7 separate regions of the Mus musculus genome follow, and regions 2, 3, 4, 5, 6 and 7 are each linked to region 1. The links are chromatin contacts, called in public Hi-C and promoter capture Hi-C maps. All regions are on one chromosome and are shown on one strand. The core of a region is the stretch at or near the end of the contact, and the rest is flanking DNA. Distances in the headings are between cores, read along the strand shown. Region 1 holds the start of Os9 (amplified in osteosarcoma). Region 2 holds the start of Gdf11 (growth differentiation factor 11). Region 3 holds the start of Sarnp (SAP domain containing ribonucleoprotein). Region 4 holds the start of Dnajc14 (DnaJ heat shock protein family (Hsp40) member C14). Region 5 holds the start of Cdk2 (cyclin-dependent kinase 2). Region 6 holds the start of Ikzf4 (IKAROS family zinc finger 4). Region 7 holds the start of Erbb3 (erb-b2 receptor tyrosine kinase 3).

Region 1 (2,741 bases), core at 90-2,589:
TGTTTTCTTTTCGTGGCTGGAGACGCACATCTAAAGTATAACTGATCCCCACCCATGCCCTTTCTTCTTCTTTTCTTCTTCTCTTCTTTCTTCTTCTTTCTTCTTTCTTCTCAGACAGGGCTATGATGCTCTGTGACCCACCTGGGATCACAGGCATAAATCATTCCCTGCCCTCCATAAAGATAAGAAATCATGGTATCCTTGAAGCACTTGGATGAGGACTCCCACAGGTTCAAGTATTCACTGAACTTCGTGGAATACAATGGCATCCTGAGGTAATGAGCAATAGGAGCAGGAGGTGACTTTACAGGTAGGCTCCAGCTCTTCTGGTCCCACCACCGTCCTTCTGATGTTGGTTTAACCTATTTTGAGATCTTCTATCTTAACCTTTCCCTACATTCAGCAGAGTCTTTGCTTTGCACGCCCCCACCCCACCCCCCACGCTCCCCCCCCCCCAAACATATCTAGTACACCAATGGCCCTTTAACTCCCACTGGCCTCCATTCCGGTTCCCAAGCCTTCCCTCCGCCCACCCCAGTTCCTTTCACCTTCAGCAAACAAGGGGCATCTCTCATTGGGCTCAACAATTCAGGGATCCCGGGCCCCTGGTAAGCAGGCGTCTCCTCCTCTCTTTCACGTTGGAAGTGAATAGCTCCAGCTGGTAGGCGGCACTCATAGCGCTGTTTGTACTTTGAAGACACAACCACCACGTCTGAAGCTTGGCTCTGGGAAAGAAGGGTCGGGAAGAGGGGCAGGGAGGCAGAGGCTGGGACCAAGAACAACGAGATCCCTCTTCAGACCCTGGGGACGTGCCCAGTGGAAGAGAGAATAAGCCACAAGTCCTCCAGCTGCCCCGGCTGAGCGGAGGAGAGGGCGTTCTCGCTTCCCCACCCGGCGGGGTCCCAGTGATTTCACTACGACCTGGGGAACTAAGGTCTACAGTGGGGAGCCCTACCCCTGTCGGTGCCTGGTCTCCGAGGATGGGTCTGCCTGCCATTCCCAGCAGGACCGCAGGAACACCACCATCCCTTCTCCATTCCCCCATTCTCCCGAGCCCGGTGCGCAGTTGCCCTTCCTCCTCCACCGTGCGCCCCTTCCTCTTGCACAGGACCCTCACCTCGCCCCACACCCCTTACCTGCCCTCCCATGACAGGCAACGGCAAGATCTGGATGCCATAACGCATCTCACTCAGCTCCTCCAAATTCAGGCTCCCGACACCGCCCGTCAGACGCGCAGGTAACAGGAGCCCTAGAAATAGCAATCCCAACAGACTGGACAGCAGCACCTCCGCCGCCATCTTCCGCTCCGTCTCTGCTAGAGATGTCCCTTCCGCCCCAAACCTGGCAGCGGCCTCACCCGCCCATTAGCGCCCCAAGCTTTCATTGGCTGTCCGGGAGCTCTCTCTTACGTAACGCATCCTCATTTGTAAACGTGGCGTCAAAGCCTCCAGGGAGGCGGGTCGCATTGTTAGTAAAAATCAATAGCTGTTTCTGATTGGCCAAGAGCAACAACCAATCATCGGCGAGATTGGGCCCCTCCCCTCCTCGCTCCTTAATCCTGAGGTGTGGTATGTGGCTGTGTTCTTTTGCCTGTTGTCTCATCCCCAGCTGTCGGAAATAAACCTTCTTACTATTTTTCATATATTTCTTGCAATGTATGGCATCTCCATCGGGCAGAATATTGAAGCGGATGGTGAGTGCGGGGGATATTTTTGGAAGTTACTTAATATCTTTTCAAAATATACTATACAGAAGCATGCTTCTTCATAAAAATATACATATATCGCACAGATATTTATGTATGTACATATATAATTATGTACATATTTACATTTATATACACACAAATATACATGTACATATTTTTATATACACATATATGATAATATATTACCAACAACCAAATAATCTGTGTCAAAACCTGAATTTGCCCTCCAATAAAATTATTTTAAGAAGGAGAGTGTGGTAGTGCATGCCTGTAATCCCGACACTCATGACACAGAGGCAGGAGGCTCAATAATTCAAGGTCATCCTCTTCCATATTGTGAGTTTGAGACCAGCCTTCGATATTTGAGTCACACTCTCAAATACACACAGACACTGGCTTAGCAGGGTTCAAGCTGCATCACAGTTGGTGTACACACCTGGAATCCAAGCAGTCATCCTTGGCTACATAGAGTTGGGTTCAAGCCTGGAATACATAAGACTCTGTCTCAAAAGAAGAAGAAATAATAATGGAGCCAACAGTGGAGGTAGATGCCTATAATTATAAGCTGAGGCAAAAAGATGAACAGTAGGAGCCAGCCCAGCTTATGAATAGCAATCTTTGAGGAGGAGGAGGAGGAGGAGGAGGAGGAGACAAGGAGGAGGAAGGCAGGGGAGAGGAGAAGGAAGAACTAAAAATAAGGGCCTTCTGGTTAAAGTTGGGCTGGGTCTTGGGTATGTGGGTAAAGTGTCTGTTTGTCCAGACTGTAAGGGAAAACCTGTAAAAACAAAAGGGAAATGAAGCTGGAAACAGACGGTAACTGAATTAGCAACCCTGAGAATATCAATTCCTAGACAACGGCAAACGAGAGACATTATATACCATTGGAAAATTTCTGCGGGGAAGCTCACCACGCCAGGGGAAAATCTAAAAGATACACAGACACATATCCTGCTTTTAACACCTTGGGTTATGTGCCTGCACACAGACTTTTCGATCAGATCTTCATAAGACCTCACAGTTAAAAACTCGGAAA
Region 2 (2,741 bases), core at 98-2,597, 1.8 Mb after region 1:
CAGTGGGGGAGGGGAAAGGGAGTCACCTGACCCTAGGGAGAGAAGGCAGTGGGGGCGGTAGTATTGGCCTGGATTTTCCAGGCCATAAAATTTCAAAGCCGCTCCTGTCTATCAGAGTGTTCATCCTCCGTTTGGCCAGGGGCTCGGATGCCTGGGTTCTCCCATCCCCCTCATCTAGTTCTTTCTCCCTGGGTCTTCTTTGGCTCCAGCTGTGGGTAGGACAGGGAGTGAGCACGCTAAGATGAGAGTAACCAAATGATACTCGTTAAGTGGCAAGCGCAGTGGAGTTGAGTTATTTGAGCTCTTTCGGTACCAGGAAGGAACAGCTCTTCTAGGTCCTAGGGGATACCCAGTGCGAGATCAGGTGCAGAAAGGAGAGGTGTCAGCTGAGTTGCTGAGACGTACACCGGGTTTGGGTCCTATGCCATGGCCTTAGAGGAACACTTAGTTTTTCCGAAAGCCGGTGGGCGCCTTCCGGAGCACCGGGCAAGGAGTTGATGCTGGTGCCAGAGCAGTGGGAAGATGGCACTGCGGCCCAGCTGAGACTGCACGGGTCACGGAAGCTCCCCACCTAACGCTCCAGAAAAGTCACTGTAGGGTGCCAGTTTCTAGGACTACTTCAACTTGAATCTTTTTCTCACAAGGGATGGAAAGCAATAGCTCACAACCTGCCTGGTTTGGCCCCCCTCCCCCAACGCGCCATCCTCCACCCCCCCACCCTAGAACGGGGCGTGCACTCAACTCCGCTGCCCATCTTCTCCGCTCAAAAAGTTGTGTGGAGTGGCCCGGCTCCCCAATCCGTCAAGTTTTCGCAGAAAGGGCTTCCGGGTCCTTCCCGGACTGCACCGCACCGCGCGCACCCCGCAGCCCACTTACTCTCCTGGGCCATGCTTATGACCGTCTCGGTGGTAGCGTGGTACTCGTCCTCTTCCAAGAAGTCCTCAGGCTGCAGCGCGTCGCCTTGGAAGTCGTGCAGATCCAGGATCTGCTGCAGCGGCGGCGCCTTGGGCAGCAGCTGCTTCACTACCTCCCGGCTGATGTTGGGCGCCTCCTTGAGCCGCAGTTTGCTCAGGATCTGCGACTTGATGCTCTCTAGGCGCAGCTCGCGGCTGTGCTGCCGCCACACGCACACGGGGCAGCCGTCCGGCTCCGGCGGAGCGGACGGGGCCGGCCGGCTCGAGCGCTCCCCCCCGACCCCGGCCGCCGCCGCCGCTGCCGCCGCCGCCGCCGCGGGGCCCTCGGCCGCCTCCCCCCGGGGCCGCAGCTCCAGGGCGAGGAGCAGGAAGCCCAGCAGCAGCGGGGCCGCGAGCACCATGCTGCAGGGGAGGGGAGGACTGGGGGGCGGGGACGCCGGAGTCCCGCGGGGAGGGGGCGGAGGGAAGAGGGAGGAGGAGGGGGTCCGGGCGGCGCGGGATTGGGGGCTGCCCGGCCGAGGGGGGGCCGGGGGCCGGGGGCGGCGGGCGCACGGGCGGGGCGGGCGGGCGGCCGGGGCGGGCAGCTGGGGGGGCCCAAGCCCGGGCCGGGCCCTTTATAGCCCCGGCCCCCGTGTCGTCAGCGGCCGCGATTGGCTGCGGAGCCAACAAAAGAGGTAGCGCTGTCATCCGAGGCGAGAGAGGGAGCCGGAGAGAACCGAGGAAAAGAGAGAGAGAGAGAGAGAGAGAGAGAGAGAGAGAGAGAGAGAGAACACGAGCGAGCACGGGTCCAGAGAAAGATGAAGAGACCGAAAGATGAGGGGGAGGGGGGGAGAGGCCGTGAGGGACCGAGTCAGAGAGATCGGGGACAGACGGAGCGGTGGGTAGGGGTTGGGGGTGGGGGAAGAGGCAGATCCAAAGATACCCAGATAGGAAGGGAAGAGGGAGAGACAAAAGAGAGAAAAGAAGTCACAGAAGGGAGAGACTTAGCTAGAGAGCAAGAGCGAAGACTGAAGACGACCAGAAAAACTAGTGGGACAGTTAAGAGTGGAGAGAGTCAAAGACAAAGGTAGAGCGCAAAGAGGGGTGGCTAACCGAATTCTACGGAGTCGAACAGGAGAGAGCAGGAGAGGTGGGCAAGAGAACGGATGGGTCAGAGGGAGCTGATGGTACCCTGCGCAAGAGGGAGAGGCAGAGACAGGGGATACCTTGGAGGTAGCAACCCCTGAGGAGGCAGGTGCAGAGAAAAGACCAGGGGAGGAAGTAACACACACAAGTCAGCCTTGGTTGGAGCGCAAAGAGACACCCAAGGGGAAGAGGTGGAGATGTGAAGAATAGCCTCAGCTACCAGAGGTAGCCCAGGATGTTTAAAGAACCCATAAAATGGAACATCAGGCTGATTTATCACAGGGATGAAGGCGGTCAGGAGAGGAAGAGGCCAGGGACAAGCTGAGAAGTTGACAAGTACTGAGCCCGGAAGAAAACTATCTAGGAGGCCTGTGATCTTGAGATTGAGGTTTAATAGAACAAAGAGAGTGATCGTGATCGGGCTGGAAAGGGTGGGAGCCATGAGGGGAAGAGCCAGATGAGGGATGAGGTAGGGCTTGAAAGTGGTGCTTGGCGAGGAATCTGGACCCTCTCTCTGGGTTCCTAGCTACGTCTTTGTGTTTGTAAGGTCTTACATGTCTGAGAAAGCTTGAAGTTTTAGGCGTAAGGGTAAGAGCAGGGTCTATACTCAGATGTCTAATGTGGAGATAGCAAACCCCAAGGGGAGCCACTCTGGAATGGGACCAGCCATGGTCTTCAGGTGTGGTCCTAAGCGCAGCCAGA
Region 3 (2,741 bases), core at 175-2,674, 1.7 Mb after region 1:
AGTCCTACCAAGATGATGTAGGCCAGCCAGATGCCCCGACTGTTCATCACTCGAGTGTTGGGGTTTACTTCGCTGTGTGCCACCCCCACATTCATCCTACCACAGTGAGGGATCAGGCAGGAGTCCAACTCAGTCTCCTCATTAGCCCTGATTGAGCTTGTTCCCCAGCTGTCTCCTGAAAAGCCAAAATCCCCTGAAGTCTTGGGAATGAAAGAATTTCCCTACCATGCAAAAAAAGGAAAAACTGAACACTTTGTTAAAACTTGAGAAGAGGTGAAGCAGCTGGGTGTGGTGGCTCATGCTTGTAATCCCTGAATTTAGGAGGTTGAGGCATGAGAACTGTTTGACCTTTCTCCAAAACAAACAAAAAGGCAAGAGGGTCTTCGAAATGACTAAGGTGGAAAAGGTATTTGTCACCATGCCTAAAGACCTGAGTTGGATCCCCAGGACCCATGCAGTGGAAGGTGATAACCAACTCCGGAAAGCTGTCTTTTGACTTCCGTACCTTCAGTTGTTAGTGTGTATACTCACACAAGTGGGGTTTTTACTCAGATCTTTACATTTCAACTAAATATAAAGCAGTAAGTTTAGACTGTGAGACCTATTTGAAGGATCGGAGGAATCGGGAGTATTTTAATTTACTTTCTTGAGGAAGTTAGTGAATTATAAAGAGGTCACACATACCCAGAGTTCCACAAGAAAGCTATTCAGTTAATCAAGGGACCAATAAAGAAGGCACTGAGAGTAAAGCTACCTCTAGTTCCCATCCTTTTTTCCTGGGGCTTGTCCATCCTGTCTCTCACCCGCTTGGCATTGTCAGCAGCCAAGCAATTTCATCCCTTCACTGAACGTGGGGCGCTGCAAAAACTTACCCAATTTTTAAATTAGTCTAGGAAGGGGTCTGAGCTCAGTCCCTCAAGAAATGGGAGTCCTTCCCTTCTAGGAGCGGTTTTAGTTTTTAAACTTCTGCAAGCTCTAATGCCTACTTTTGTTTTTTGTTTTGTTTGTTTTAACCCGCTCTTGCCTGTCCCACAATTCCCCAAATCAATTACAGAGTCCGCCCATGCTCCTCCCAGAGTCCCAGTTTCGCATGTCACTTTCTTCACGGGATCTCTCGAATCTAAGGTTGTCGTTTCGCCGCCCTTCCCAATACTCCCACCGATTTCTCTCTGTAACTTTTTAAAGTTTCACGGGGCCCATACCTGCCAGCTTCAGGAGCCCGTCCGGCTTGGGGCACAGCGCTGGCTCTTACACCTGTGGTCTCCAGGAAGTGGCCGACTTTCGCCCTGTCTGCGCTCTCCCTATTGGCGGAACAGAATCCGCGCTGTCCCCAATCATTGGTTGGTTACGCAATGGAGACGTACAATTGGTCGCCTTTTCTCTCGTTAGGCCATGCAAACCCCGCCCTCCCCTGGATCCACCTTTTTAGAGAGCCGTGGAAAGTGGCCAAGAGGCGTGAGAGCGCCGCCGCCGCTGACTAATGGGAAGAGCCGTTGGTGTGAGGTGGGAGCAAGAGAAACAGCGATTGGTTGGATGAGCCTAAGCGCCTGAGGTGGGGGCCAGCGGTGGGGGTCCGGTGGACTGAGGCGCATCAAGATGGCGGCCGAGACGGTGGAGCTCCACAAGCTGAAGGTACCGTTACGCGGGGAAGGCTGAGGTGGGGTTTCCTGGAGCCTAAATTCTACGCGGGGCCCTGCGCGGCCTTATTCCACGTGTTTTCCTGTCAGGCGCCCGCTTACACTTCTTTCCTGGCTCCCGTTGTTGTTTTGTGCCTCCTTTCTTAGGCCTACCTTGAACTTCGTTTCTCCTCAGTAATTTATCGCTATCGTTACCTGGTGTTTACCTGCTGTTACCTGTTCTTCTCATTGTTTTTATTACCTGCCACCCTTCCCTGCTCGGCTGTGAAGCGCCTTCTATCTTTTATACCCCTTTCTCATTTAATCTTCATTACGTCAGTGGTCCTTCCCCCGTGTCCCATGCTGACCCAAAGTTATGGTTTGTTTGTCCGTCCCCCCCGCCCCCCAACGGATTGATGTAGTCACTCCTCTTGTCCCAAAGCTGGAATTCCTCAGTTAACATATAGTGGCATTTTTGCATGTTTTGCTGAATATGTCCCAAACATAACCCAGAAAGTGCTTCCGTTCTCTTTTAACAAGGTGGGGTTAAGACCCCGCACTCGAATTTTTAAAATCAAGGAGAGGAGAGGCCTTAAGATAGGTTTCTCGGTGGAAACCTGGGGTAGAGGCTTCTCCAAAAGGTTGTAAGATGGCAAACACATCAATCCTAAAAGTTTTTCGAGTTTTCTCAGGAGGTTCTCAATGACCTGCCCTCCCTCCCCTGACTATCCTACCTCTAGAGAGAGAACGTGTAGGGTAGATAGCTGTAATATGAGAGGTGTATGAAGTATGTTTGAAAACCTTAGGATTTTGTTTGTCCTTTTAACCTTTGGGAAGGATCCCAGCTCTCTTGATGTCACCCCCAACTCCCTTTTTGGGTCTATTTTTGTTATTTCCGTGTGTCTGTGTGAGTATATGATGGATGCATGCTCTTGGAGGTTAGAAGAGGGTGTTGGATCCCCTGGAGCTGGAGTTACAGGCAGTTTTGAGCAGCCTGATGTGGGTGCTGAGAGTAGAATAATTTGGGTCCTGAAGAGCAGTAAATGCTCTTCACAACTGAGACATCTTTTCAGGATGCCTTGGTGTCACTTCTTGATAACATTCTTGAACCACAGGATCTATTGA
Region 4 (2,741 bases), core at 82-2,581, 1.7 Mb after region 1:
AACTACTCACCACCCTGCAGGGCTGAGGAGAGCAAAGGGGTGGAATTGCTTTCCTAGACCTCCAGCTTCATTCCAGCCCAGAGGTCCTAGGCACACGGGTGGCTGTTGGCCGCAGGCACCCCCTTGGGCTACTGTGCTCTGTTGCTCCCTAAACTCAGGCAAGTCGGAGCCCAAACCCAGGGAGCTAAATGCAATTAGCTTGGGGGCGGGGGTGTGTGTGGGGGAAGGAGACAGGGAGTGTGTATGGGGTGGGGGGGGGGGAGGATGACATCACGGGGCGGGCCCCCTCAATCTTTACCTCTGTCTGTGGGGGAACCCAGGCTACCCACTTCTCTAATCTAGGAGGAGGGACGCCCCCTAACCATAGCAATGAAGAGTTTTGTGACGCCCATCAAGACTAAGACGGAAGGTCTCTGAATGCTAAGGAGATTAATTACCAACTTAACGTTTTCAAAGCCCAAATAGGGTCCCAAAGCACCCGCTGGTCCAACTTGGTTTCTTCCACTTCCCAGAGAATTGGAGTATTGTCTTCTGGGGAACCGGGTGGTCGGGAGCCGGAGAAGGGTTTTTAACTAGTGCTGGGTGGGGGTGTTCATGGGTGGAAAAAAAAACTTGTGGAGCAAGACGGGCCTGGCAGGGACACTGGCAGAACTGTAAGGCTTTAAAGGAGTGCAGACGAGAGGTTCCATCAGGGTCTGCGTAGGGGTTGGGGAGCGTGCTGGCTTCGACCCAAAGCTTACTATGTAAATGAGATGCAAAGCAGCACGCAGATGAGTGCGGGGTTCTGTTACGCTGGACTAGGTTCTGAGCTCCGTGGAACCAGGTACCCCTAGCCGCATTCCCTGGCCCGGCCCTTACGCCGCGTTCACAGGGGGCGGATCGGCGGCGTGGAAGCTCGCCAGTTGGGTCCAGGAGAAGTGTCGCGTCTCTTTAGGGGGCTAGCTAGTCCGGGACACACACTTCTCCGCAACCTCTTGGCTGGACAGCCGACAGGGAAGGGTCTGGGCGAGCAGGGTCGCTGGCTCCTCTGCGTGCCCTGGGTGTCTGTCTGCACGCCAAAGACGGTGTGTGCTTCGGCAGCCGCCCTTCATCTCCGTTTCAGCAGCGACGACGAGGAGTACAGTTCGCAGGCTTCAGCTCGCTTACGGCGGGACCTGCGTGGAGGCGGAGGGCCCTTTAAGGGGTGGGGCCGGATGCTCTAGCACCGCCTCCTCGATTGACTCCGCGCCCGCCGCGCAAGTGAGAGCCTCGGCTAAGCGCTTTTCTCTTCCCTTCGCGACCTTTTCCCCCCCCCCGGTGACCCCGGAAGTGGAAGTAAGCGGCCGTGGCGGGGACGGAAGGCGGAAGCGGAGCGTGAGCGGGAGGCGGAGCCGGGGGAGCTGCTCCTGTAGCTCCCCCTGGCAGCTCCCCCTGGCCTCAGGCGCAGCTGCTTGAGGAGGGAGGAGTTACCGCTGCTGCTCGGTACGTCGCCTTCGCCCCTGGTACCCCGTCGGTGGGTTCTCGGGTAATCTTTTGCAGGGGCACCTCGAAGCTCCGCCCTCAGCTTTTCCTCTAGCCCTGCACGGTCCCCACCCTTTTCTGACAGATTGCGGCCTCCCTCTTTCAGGCAGTCTTTTTTTTTTTTCCTAAGAGTTACCCCCCCACCCCCCCGCCGCCCCGACCACACCCTTTGCGGCACCCCCCCTCCCCCCCATTTCTCAGATTGAAGATTGTTAGCTTCTTGGAGGAAGAAGAAAAAAAAATTAAGATTTCGGGAGTAAGGGGGTTTCTGAGGTCCGGGTTGGTGCAAGCAGGTTTGTGGTCTGCCTAACTCACGTTTATTGTTAGGGATAGCGAATTTGAGCTAACACTGCCTGGGGAGTGGGTACATTGAATATGTCATTTTGAGATTGTTTAACTCTTGGTTCTATCCTTGACCATTCCCAACTTGATATCTTTGTTACAGGCAATGATGGCAGTGACCTAAAATCCTCAGGAAGCCCGGGGTCATGGCCCAGAAGCACCCGGGAGAAAGAAGGTTGTGTGGAGCCCACCGCAGTGGTGGTACCTCCCTCAGTACATCAGGATCCTCTGTGGACCCCGAAATACTTTCATTCTCAGGACTCAGGGACTCAGCAGAGACTGCTCCTAATGGTACACGATGCCTCAAAGAGCACTCCGGCCCTAAGTACACACAGCCTCCAAATCCAGCCCACTGGTCAGATCCAAGCCATGGTCCTCCAAGGGGTCCAGGACCACCTAGAGGAGGAGGCTACCCTGATGAGAGCGAGACAGGTTCAGAAGAGTCAGGAGTGGACCAGGAACTCTCAAGAGAGAATGAGACTGGGTACCAGGAGGATGGGAGTCCTTCTTTTCTTTCCATTCCATCTGCTTGTAACTGCCAGGGAAGCCCTGGAGTCCCCGAAGGAACTTACTCCGAGGAAGGAGATGGCTCTTCTAGCAGCCTTTGCCACCATTGCACCTCTCCAGCCTTGGGGGAAGATGAAGAGTTGGAAGAAGAATATGATGATGAGGAACCTCTTAAATTTCCCAGTGATTTTTCACGTGTGTCCAGTGGAAAGAAACCCTTGTCCCGGAGGCAGAAGCACCGTTTTCTGATCAAGGAGGATGTTCGGGATAGTGGACGCAGAGAACCCAAGGCCCCAGGTCGTCATCGGCTGGCCCGAAAAAGAAGTCAGACAGATAAGCGCAGAGGCCTGGGACTGTGGGGAGTAGAGGAACTATGTCAGCTTGGACAAGCA
Region 5 (2,741 bases), core at 80-2,579, 1.6 Mb after region 1:
AGGAATGCCCGTGAGAGCAGAGGCATCCATGAATTTCTTGAGGTCCTGGTGCAGAAATTCAAAAACCAGATAAAGCTTATTTTCTGTGTGGATGACATCCAGCAGCCTGCAAGAGAAGGTCCAGGAAATGGAGTTGAAGGAGAGAAATTCTGAGGCTAAGCAAGCAGAATTCGTCATAGTGATCATCTCTCAGAGCAGACTTACTTGACGATATTAGGGTGATTAAGTTCCTTAAGGAGAGAGATCTCTCGGATGGCAGTACTGGGTACACCTTCAGTCTCACTTGGAGAGGTTGGGAAAACAGAGACAAGAATACGGTTACAAACATCATTCTCTCAGGGATACACAACCCCCAGCCCCCTTAGGAAGGCAGACAGGAGAGGTGCTGTGAGGAGTTAATTTCTGGGTAGTTAGGGTGTGGCTTTTAGACATATTTAAGGCCATTATTTCCTCTTTTTCCAGTGAAAGGTAAGAAGAGCCTCCAGGTGAATGAAAAGCAGAAGAAAGGTAATAGGGGAGTGGGGTGAGAGTAGCTCCCGGCCTCCCCTGAGGGCCAGTGAATCTCAACTGCCATTCTTTTGAAAGAGAGTGAGGGTTCTAAGTATGGTGCTGGAGCAGTGAGGAGAGCTCTCCATTCAGAAAGGAACTTTTCTCTGGTTACCACATAACCCAACTCCACGAACAGCCCTGGACCCCTCCTATCCCGGGCTCCCACCCCACAACTTTCTCTTCCCAAGTCTCTCGGCTAGCAGATTTGGGAGCACACCGGCTGGAGCACTGCAAGAAACTTTCCCCTGGATTCCAGCCCCGGACAGTCTCCTCCGGTAGAGCCTCCACGGTCGGCCAACCCACCGCTCGCTTCACGCGTCCCTCCCTCCCTCCCCGCTACCTTCCGGTCCGGGGACGCTACCCGCCTGTTGGGGTAGGGGGTTGGGAGGGGGACAGCCAAGAGGTCCGGGCAAAGGAGTTCCGGCTCCGGAGGCCACTCACGTGTCGAGCCGGATCTTCTTAAGCGCCACAACTTCTCCCGTCAACTTGTTTTTGGCTTTGTACACCACTCCGTACGTGCCCTCTCCAATCTTCTCCACCTTTTGGAAGTTCTCCATGGAGCGCTAGTGAGGCGGCTCAGGCCCCCGGGAGCGGGGCCCGGGAACCCTGACGAAAGCGGGCCCGACACTCGGAGCGGAGGACCTGGGGGACCCCGGGTGAGCACGGCAGTCCCAGCTCGGGATGGAACGCAAGGAGAGCTCAGCCCTTGACAATTTGTCCAACTTGAAACAATGTTGCCGCCTCCCCCACTGCTCCAGACGGCCATCCGAGACCCCGCCCCTCCTTCCCGCGTTTCCCTGGCCCCGCCCCCCGCCCTTCCGATTGGTTCACGTCACGAGGGCGGACCGGACCATCGCGCTCCCGCCTCAGAGGCCCCGCCCTGGGCGGGCGAGCCGCGGGGCAGCTGCACAACTTTCCCGCAGTTCCTGGTTTAGGCTCCGCAGGCCGGAACTGGTGGTGTTTCTGGTCTACGGATTTCCTTACCTTTCCCTCACAATTTTCACCACCCCTTGGGTGAGATTAAAATTCCACCTGGACAAGAGAGTCTCTTTTAAAAAGCAAAACCTGGGAATCTTTAAAAGAAAAAGAATAATGTATTTTATTTTAAATGGTGTGTGGGTCTGTGTGTCTGCATTTAAGTTTTCACAGAAGCAGCAGGTGCCCTGGAGCTGAGGTTCTAGGCGGTCGTGAGCCTAACTTGGGTGCTGGAGCTGAACTCTGGTCTTCTGCAAGAGCGGCTTGCGCTCTTAACAGCGGTGCTGTTTCTCCAGCACTCTCGCCTGCTTTTTGGAAACATCTCATAATGCAGCCCTTGTTGGCTGGAATGCGTTCAAAAGTCCAGGTTGTCTTCGAACTCACAGAGATCCGTTTGTCTCGGTCTCCATGTGGGGCACAAAATCCGGTCTCTCTCTCTCTCTCTCTCCCACACACACTCCCTCCTTCTCGCCTCCCTCCGCTTTCTTTTTATTTTTCTGAGACAAGGTTTCTCTGTGTAATCTTGGCTGTCCTGGAACTCTAGTCCAGGCTGGAAAATCGGGACTCTTATTGTAAAGGATTCTTTGGCTAGATAATAGAGTCGTTTCTCAGCCTAGCTTAATACTGTCTCACTGTTTCGGGGTTCATTGGCTGCCTGTGTTGTTTTATTGCTGGCAATCTACCCTCCCAGCCCCTTCTGGATGCTTTTGGATAAAGGTGCTGTTTCTGTCTTAAGGATCTCTTGGTTTGACACAATTCTCTTCACTCTGTCTTGCTGAATTGTGACTGTTAAGTATGTGAATTGAGGCTGCCCATCAGTGAACTCTTTCCAGAATAAGTGTGTCAGTGAATGTGACCCAGCGAAACCAGAAACTGTCATTGAGCTGTGTGGGATGAAATCAGTTCTGGCCCTTTCCTTCTTCCCAGGTTTCCCCTCCTCTGGAGGGAGAGGAGGAAGGCCTATGCAAATGACCATCCCTTTCTATATAGGGGCTCGCTCCCACCCCCTGGTACCTTTGGCTGCTGGCAAGAGGACCACTATGGGTGTCCAGAGAAGGAGCTTCCTTCCCGTGCTTGTGCTGAGTGCTCTGCTGGCTGTGGGGGCCCTAGAAGGTGAGTGTGGGTGGGTGGTCAGGAGCAAGTGCTATTAGCAATTGAACACCAGCTCTGGGTTTCCCCCTTCTAATCAGACAAGTCAAAATACTTTAGGCTTGTCC
Region 6 (2,741 bases), core at 170-2,669, 1.5 Mb after region 1:
AAAGCATTCTTTGTGGCTCTCCCAATGAAGGGCTGGAAACAGGAGAGAAAGGCAGGTGCCTCAAGGCGCACCAGTAACTCCAGAGGCTCTTTGATGCTGCTGTCATCCCTAGGATAAAGGCAAGAGGGAAAACACACTCAAGTCTACTTTCATGGCACTAAAATCTAAGAAGGAATCTCTGTCAAAGGCCAGAGGGTCTTTGTGAGGCTCCAGAGACTTAGACTTCTAGCCTGAGGCTGACGGGGACAAAGTCAGATTTGGGAAACTCATTCGTTTCCCCTCTCAGCCTCGGAAACCCCAGTGAGGGAATTTCAAATGCCTGGGACTTCCAAGAAATCTCAGACTGTCAAAGCCAAGAATTAAGGCTGCTCTCAGGTATCAGAGACATTTTCTTGGTCAAAGCCATCGTAGATTGGCTGAACCTTCTGGGAGCAAAGCTAAATCGTGAGGTCCACAGCAAAGCAACTAGGAGGTGGAGAAAGGGCAGAAAGGCGGGGAAGGGATGGGGAGCAGTCCCACTAAGCTGAGCGGTCTCACACACCGAAAGAGACCGGCCCTCTCCTGGATCCCTTGAGTGGTTGCCTCTGGGGAATAGCCTGGAGCTCTGCAAGCCGCTGCACTTCTCTGAAAGGGATATCTTTCTCCAGCTTTCTCTTCTTGACCATGGGCTCCAGGTGGCAGGATGCTAGCCTGCTATCAGGGACCAGTCAGTGCACGAGCAAAGAAAGACTGCCACCCCCGGCTCTTCTCTATTGTGGGCAGGAGGCTGAGGCCCCTCACATGTCGGTTCCAGGCTGAAGCATCTGCCGTCAAAGCTCTTCTTCCCATCTCAGGTCTTTCTACTCTCCATTCCCACCCAGGCCTGTTTCGGTATTCCACCCCTGGCTGCTCTACCTCTGTCCCCAAGGCCTAATCAAGATGTCACCACAAGCTCCCACTGTCCAAGTCACGGTCTTCGCTTAGCAACACCAAGCACCCTTTCCCATCCTCCCCAAGTGTAAGGAGGAACGCCCCCTCCCCCCCCCCGCTATACACACAGCCCCCGTCCTCTCCCTCTCCTCAGGCTTGGGAGTTGTTACTGAATTGGTTCCCTAGCCCCATCACCCCCCTACCCCCCCTCCGCTAGCCGCCTTCTGCCTGAACTTACATTATCCTTCCCTTGCCGGTGAGACCCTGGGGTGCGAACGCGGCCGCCGCCTTGGAAACGGCGAGGGAGTGCGGGTGGTGTGTGCATGTCTGCGTCTCGGTGGCAGGCAGGGGTGAGCCCAGCCACTCACCTTCCAGGAAGCGTGGATTCCTGGAAGTGAGGGGAACCGCCGTCATTTCGCAGGCAGTGGCAGCCGCACGGTGAGCAGGGGCCCACGGCTGCAGCCGGCAGAACCGCTCAGCCCAGGGTGTATGTGCTGAGAGCCTCGTGTGTATGTGTGTGTGTGTGTGTGTGTGTGTGTGTGTGTGTGTGTGTGAGAGAGAGAGAGAGAGAGAGAGAGAGGGAGAGAGAGGGAGAGAGAGGGAGAGAGAGGGAGAGAGAGGGAGAGAGAGACAGGAGAGAGAGAGAGAGAGAGAGAGAGAGAGAGAGAGAGAGAGAGAGAGAGAGGGAGGGAGGGAGGCGTGGATGCGCTTGGGGAGGGGGCAGGAGAAAACGTACCAGTGTGTGTGTGTGTGTGTGTGTGTGTGTGTGTGCGCGCGCGCGCGCTAGGCTACAGCATCCCTTTTCCAAGACAGTGGAGAGGTGGGAATGGGGGTGCACAGGGAGTGGGGGTGCAGAGGGAGGGTAGGCAGATGTGTTTGCCCTCCTGCCCAACAGACAAAGAGGAGCTACAAAACAAATGCTTGAGAGGGGGGCAAGTGTATGTGTGTGTGGTGTGTGTGTGTGTGTGTGTGTGTGTGTGAGAGAGAGAGAGAGAGAGAGAGAGAGAGAGAGAGAGAGAGAGGAGAGCCGCAGGCTTGTGGGGAGGAGGAAGGGGGTGTCCCAGGGAAGGCCCAATCCTCTGCCAGCTAGGGAAGCCAAGGCCCCACAGGTCATGGGGCCCGGGACACAGGGGCAGCCTCCAGGATCTAGAAGTGGCAGAAGGCTCCTCCCCTAGCAAACTCAGGCTCCTTTCCATCTGCCTCTCCTTCTGACAATCCCCCTTCCCATCACTGACTAGTGGAGATCTGGGACCCTGAGCTTTTTCTAATCCCTGGTTGGGTCTCCCTGTCTTCCCTCTCTCCCGTGCCTCTGGGGCTCTGGCTTCAGGAGTCCTGGATGAATCCTGTCCTCTATCAGGAGAAGGCTCTTGCTCGCTTTCCTTCCAGAGGAACTGTTCACTGCTGAGCTGACCTACTTTGGAAGACTGCATTTTCTGATTCCAAGAATTTGGGATGGGAGGGGCCATGAAACTTTGGGCTGCCAATCCTTGCACCTCTCTCTCCTCAGGTTCTCTTAAATGTTTCAGGGCACCAGGATAAGCTCTGCTCCATTTGATTTGAGCAACTCAGTTTCTGTTTTCAGTGTCTGTGGTGGGTAGGGTGGAAATCTGTGCTGTAAATTAGTGGACTCTCGTTTCCCCCATTTCTTCCCATGGGAATTATCTGTACTTTTAGAAAGGAAGTTGGGGGGCGTGTGCTTTCAGAATCAGGTTCTATGAGATGGTAACATCCCTTAGTAGAACGAGAGGCCTCCTCTCTTTATCAGGTGGCCAGTGGGGGAGGCGGTGACCTGAGAAAGGGCCAGTAAAAAACCAGACACTGGGGACAACTCT
Region 7 (2,741 bases), core at 86-2,585, 1.5 Mb after region 1:
TCCCCTGGCCCCTCCCACTTCAGTCTCCAGACCACCCCCTCCACCAGCTGGGAGTGTTCACATCTCAAGATCCCAGGGGCTAAATTTAGGCCCAGCAACTGTGGGGGAAGCACAGGTGGTTTCTCCCACTCCCACTCTGGGGAAGGGGCAATGAATGTGCCAACCCCAAACTGAGATCTGGGGATCTGGGAAAGGGGAAAGATCAACAGGACTCTAATGATACCAATTCTAGTGCTCTTCAAGTGTCCATAGTCCCAGAGACACGGAACAGGCTCAGATGGCATTGAATGGGGGAAGGGCAGAAGTTGGGTCTAGGAGCCAGTTCACAGAGTAGAATGTTCAGAAGGTGGGAGAGGTGGCCTTAGATTGGAGAGAGAAAGAGGTCTGATTGTCCTTTCTTCCAGAGCTCCAGCTTAGGGTATATAACCTGGAAATAGTATAGTATGTAATAGATGCCCAACATGTTCACTGAATTAACCTGGGTCTTGATAAAGAGAAGTTGGTTAAGTTGGGGACCGGTTTATCTTATGGGAAAGCAGGCAGTCAGCCTCTGTGAGACCTCTCACTGATGTCACCTGGACTTGGCCCTCAGGTTAATCTCAGCCTTCTCAGGACAGCCCCACTCACGGAAGAGGAGGTGCCATTCTTGTTTTTCCAACATTAGAAAACAACAACTTCAAACCCTTGCATAGCCCCGCCCTGTCGGCAAAACAACGAAACTGGGGGTTGTTGAAACCTGGAATGGGGTGGGGGCCAGGGAACCTGAGAGCAAACGGAGACCCTTTCAAGCCAAGGCTCCTTACGTTTACAGAAGGGTCCCTGCCCACCCTCCTCCCAAGACTCTCAAGTGTGAACTACTGTTCGGCACCAACCAGATCAGAATAAAACCAATTAGAGGGTCGGCGACGCCCTGGGAATAAGGGTAGGCATACAGGAATGCAGTCCCTGACCAGCCCACTCCAAGAACTGAGGCACACGGTCCCCTCCTTGGTGGTCCGAGCAGACCCTGTACCGCACCCCCCAGTTCAAAGCGTCAGAACCCAAACTCCTTGCCCAGGGTCTGCGAGCGCTCAGATTGCGCCCCCAGCTTCCAGCCTGCTGGGGCTCCCGCGCGGCTTACCTGCCTGAGAGTTGCCCATCTCGGAACCCCGGGCCAGGCTGAGAAGGAAACCCAGCACCTGCAGAGTCCCAATCGCACTCATGATTACAGTGGAGGGTGAAGGGAGCCCAGCCGAGTCTGGCCCGGGGCCCCCAAGATTAGGAGGACATCCAGGCGACAGCCACCTGAACAGCCAGCGATTAGGTGGCCGCGGCGGCAGCGGAGGTTGCAAACTGCAACCGGAGCCGTAGTCGGAGTCCGGAGCGGGACGGCAGGGGAGGGTGTCTGTCTGGGAGGGAGGGAGGAAGGGAGGGAGGGAGGGAGTGAAGGGGGAAAGGGGTGAGTCACGGCCGCGCCCCCTCCCGTGCGAGGCTGGAGTCCTGATGGTTGTAGCCCGAGACACCCGCCCAAGCGTGCCCCGCCAGCCCACAGCTTGGCCAAGAGGGTCAAGGAGGGGTCTCACTCCAGCAATTTCCCCCGGAGATGGTTAAGAGGAGATCAAGATTCCAAACGTCCCCAGGCGGGGGAAAGGTAGTGAATGCGCGTAGGGAGAGCGCTCCGAAGCCCAGCCCCCAGAAAGCTGGCCTCGCCCATTAACCAAATCACTCAACTCCCCTAGCCGGTTGGATCACTTGAGGGATTTTTTTTTTCTTTCGGAGTGTGAGTATTTCTATTTTTTCGAGTGGGAGGTTGTTTTTCAGCCTAGCGTTCATGCCACCTCAGTTTCCCCGGGACGCAAAGCCCCGTAACTCATGTACCCAGCTCGGGAACCCGAGCCCCGGAGGCTGCGTGAAATCGCACTGTCTCCGGCCGCTTCCTCCTGCAGACCCGGCGCCGGCTCGGCCTCTCGGGGGGATTTGCCTGGGGGGCGGGGGCGGTTTCCAGCCTGGGAACAGACCCCGGAGTCCGCCTTCCCACTTCTGCCCGGGGAGGGGCTCCCGCACCTGTCGCCGTCCCCTCTGCTGCCCCCCACGGCCTCCCGAGAGAACAGCTGTCTCTGAGGGACCGACCGCGCCGTCCGGACGGCCGCGGTTCCCGCCTCTCCTCCGCGGACCCCAAAGGGCACAGCAACGCTCACCCCGGAGGCGACAGCGAAGAGGGGCGCGGGGAAGTCACCGCACATGACCCCCGGGACCCTGGGTTGCTTCGTCCCGGACGGGTCCGACTGGCGCCCCCTGGTGCCCAACTCCTTACATTTCGCATCCCTTACATTGGCATTCCAAGATTTTGCCCTGAGAATTTATGGTCCCCTCCCCCTAGGCTAAGGCTATCAGCTACACTCCTTTCTTCTCTTTTGTTTATTTTTTGGTTTTGAGACAAGGTCTCATATAGTTCATATAGCTCAGGCTGGCCTCGAATATATTATATGGCTGAGACTGTTGGCTTCCACCTCCCAAGTACAGATGTGCGCCACCATATCCGGCTCTCCTGCTACAATTTTTAAAAAAATTTGTTATCATTCCTGTGTGTATGATCGTTCGCGCTATGATATGCGTATGGAAGCTGGAAGACAACTTTGGGGGAGTCGATTATCGCTTTCCACTTTTACCGGGGTTGTGAGATGGAACTCAAGTCAACAGGCTTTCTCTGCAAACCCATTTAGGTATCTGTAGAGGCCAGAAGAAGTCGTTGAATTCCTCGT

The links. Promoter capture Hi-C pulls out the DNA fragments that hold promoters and counts their contacts. Hi-C and Micro-C count contacts between places; a contact is called where the count stands out from the background.
Region 2: a promoter capture Hi-C map of liver shows a contact between it and region 1, with 4 times the contacts expected there. The contact joins the promoter of Gdf11 here to the promoter of Os9 in region 1. A contact is called at or near these places in 4 of 39 promoter capture datasets (embryonic stem cells, liver and pre-B cells) and 1 of 115 datasets of contacts at active chromatin or transcription factors (large pre-B cells).
Region 3: a Hi-C map of B cells shows a contact between it and region 1, with 6 read pairs. The contact joins the promoter of Sarnp here to the promoter of Os9 in region 1. A contact is called at or near these places in 5 of 39 promoter capture datasets (cranial neural crest, hippocampal neurons, liver and 1 more), 1 of 484 Hi-C or Micro-C datasets (B cells) and 2 of 9 other capture datasets (adipose tissue and liver).
Region 4: a contact with region 1 is called in a promoter capture Hi-C map of pre-B cells, with 4 times the contacts expected there. The contact joins the promoter of Dnajc14 here to the promoter of Os9 in region 1. A contact is called at or near these places in 6 of 39 promoter capture datasets (the C10 cell line, cranial neural crest, embryonic stem cells and 2 more), 1 of 115 datasets of contacts at active chromatin or transcription factors (bone marrow-derived macrophages) and 1 of 9 other capture datasets (liver).
Region 5: a promoter capture Hi-C map of pre-B cells shows a contact between it and region 1, with 4 times the contacts expected there. The contact joins the promoter of Cdk2 here to the promoter of Os9 in region 1. A contact is called at or near these places in 8 of 39 promoter capture datasets (the C10 cell line, the HPC-7 cell line, cranial neural crest and 4 more), 1 of 484 Hi-C or Micro-C datasets (B cells) and 2 of 9 other capture datasets (liver and macrophages).
Region 6: a contact with region 1 is called in a promoter capture Hi-C map of liver, with 3 times the contacts expected there. The contact joins the promoter of Ikzf4 here to the promoter of Os9 in region 1. A contact is called at or near these places in 2 of 39 promoter capture datasets (cranial neural crest and liver) and 1 of 115 datasets of contacts at active chromatin or transcription factors (regulatory T cell precursor).
Region 7: a promoter capture Hi-C map of liver shows a contact between it and region 1, with 4 times the contacts expected there. The contact joins the promoter of Erbb3 here to the promoter of Os9 in region 1. A contact is called at or near these places in 5 of 39 promoter capture datasets (cranial neural crest, hippocampal neurons, liver and 1 more), 1 of 484 Hi-C or Micro-C datasets (bone marrow-derived macrophages), 2 of 115 datasets of contacts at active chromatin or transcription factors (embryonic stem cells and pancreatic cancer cells) and 1 of 9 other capture datasets (liver).

Annotation. Positions count from the first base shown.
Region 1 is chr10:127,119,821-127,122,561 of GRCm38.p6, forward strand. Os9 (amplified in osteosarcoma) reads right to left here and starts at 1,340. Exons shown (of 15, transcript NM_001171026.1): 1 at 1,137-1,340; 2 at 549-725. The coding sequence starts at 1,298.
Region 2 is chr10:128,890,371-128,893,111 of GRCm38.p6, forward strand. It overlaps Gdf11 (growth differentiation factor 11), which reads right to left and starts at 1,348. Exons shown (of 3, transcript NM_010272.2): 1 at 877-1,348. The coding sequence starts at 1,315.
Region 3 is chr10:128,820,340-128,823,080 of GRCm38.p6, forward strand. It overlaps Sarnp (SAP domain containing ribonucleoprotein), which reads left to right and starts at 1,425. Exons shown (of 11, transcript NM_025364.3): 1 at 1,425-1,632. The coding sequence starts at 1,597. It overlaps Ormdl2 (ORM1-like 2 (S. cerevisiae)), which reads right to left and starts at 1,290. Exons shown (of 4, transcript NM_024180.6): 1 at 1,203-1,290; 2 at 1-175. The coding sequence starts at 95.
Region 4 is chr10:128,804,223-128,806,963 of GRCm38.p6, forward strand. Dnajc14 (DnaJ heat shock protein family (Hsp40) member C14) reads left to right here and starts at 1,332. Exons shown (of 7, transcript NM_001359825.1): 1 at 1,332-1,461; 2 at 1,946-2,741. The coding sequence starts at 1,989. Tmem198b (transmembrane protein 198b) reads right to left here and starts at 225. Exons shown (of 5, transcript NM_178066.3): 1 at 11-225.
Region 5 is chr10:128,703,722-128,706,462 of GRCm38.p6, forward strand. It overlaps Cdk2 (cyclin-dependent kinase 2), which reads right to left and starts at 1,330. Exons shown (of 8, transcript NM_183417.3): 1 at 991-1,330; 2 at 205-282; 3 at 1-106. The coding sequence starts at 1,106. It overlaps Pmel (premelanosome protein), which reads left to right and starts at 2,537. Exons shown (of 11, transcript NM_021882.4): 1 at 2,537-2,637. The coding sequence starts at 2,565.
Region 6 is chr10:128,644,574-128,647,314 of GRCm38.p6, forward strand. Ikzf4 (IKAROS family zinc finger 4) reads right to left here and starts at 1,420. Exons shown (of 8, transcript NM_011772.3): 1 at 1,148-1,420. The coding sequence starts at 1,234. Gm26876 (predicted gene, 26876) reads left to right here and starts at 1,311. Exons shown (of 2, transcript NR_152728.1): 1 at 1,311-1,347.
Region 7 is chr10:128,588,300-128,591,040 of GRCm38.p6, forward strand. Erbb3 (erb-b2 receptor tyrosine kinase 3) reads right to left here and starts at 1,336. Exons shown (of 28, transcript NM_010153.2): 1 at 1,121-1,336. The coding sequence starts at 1,202.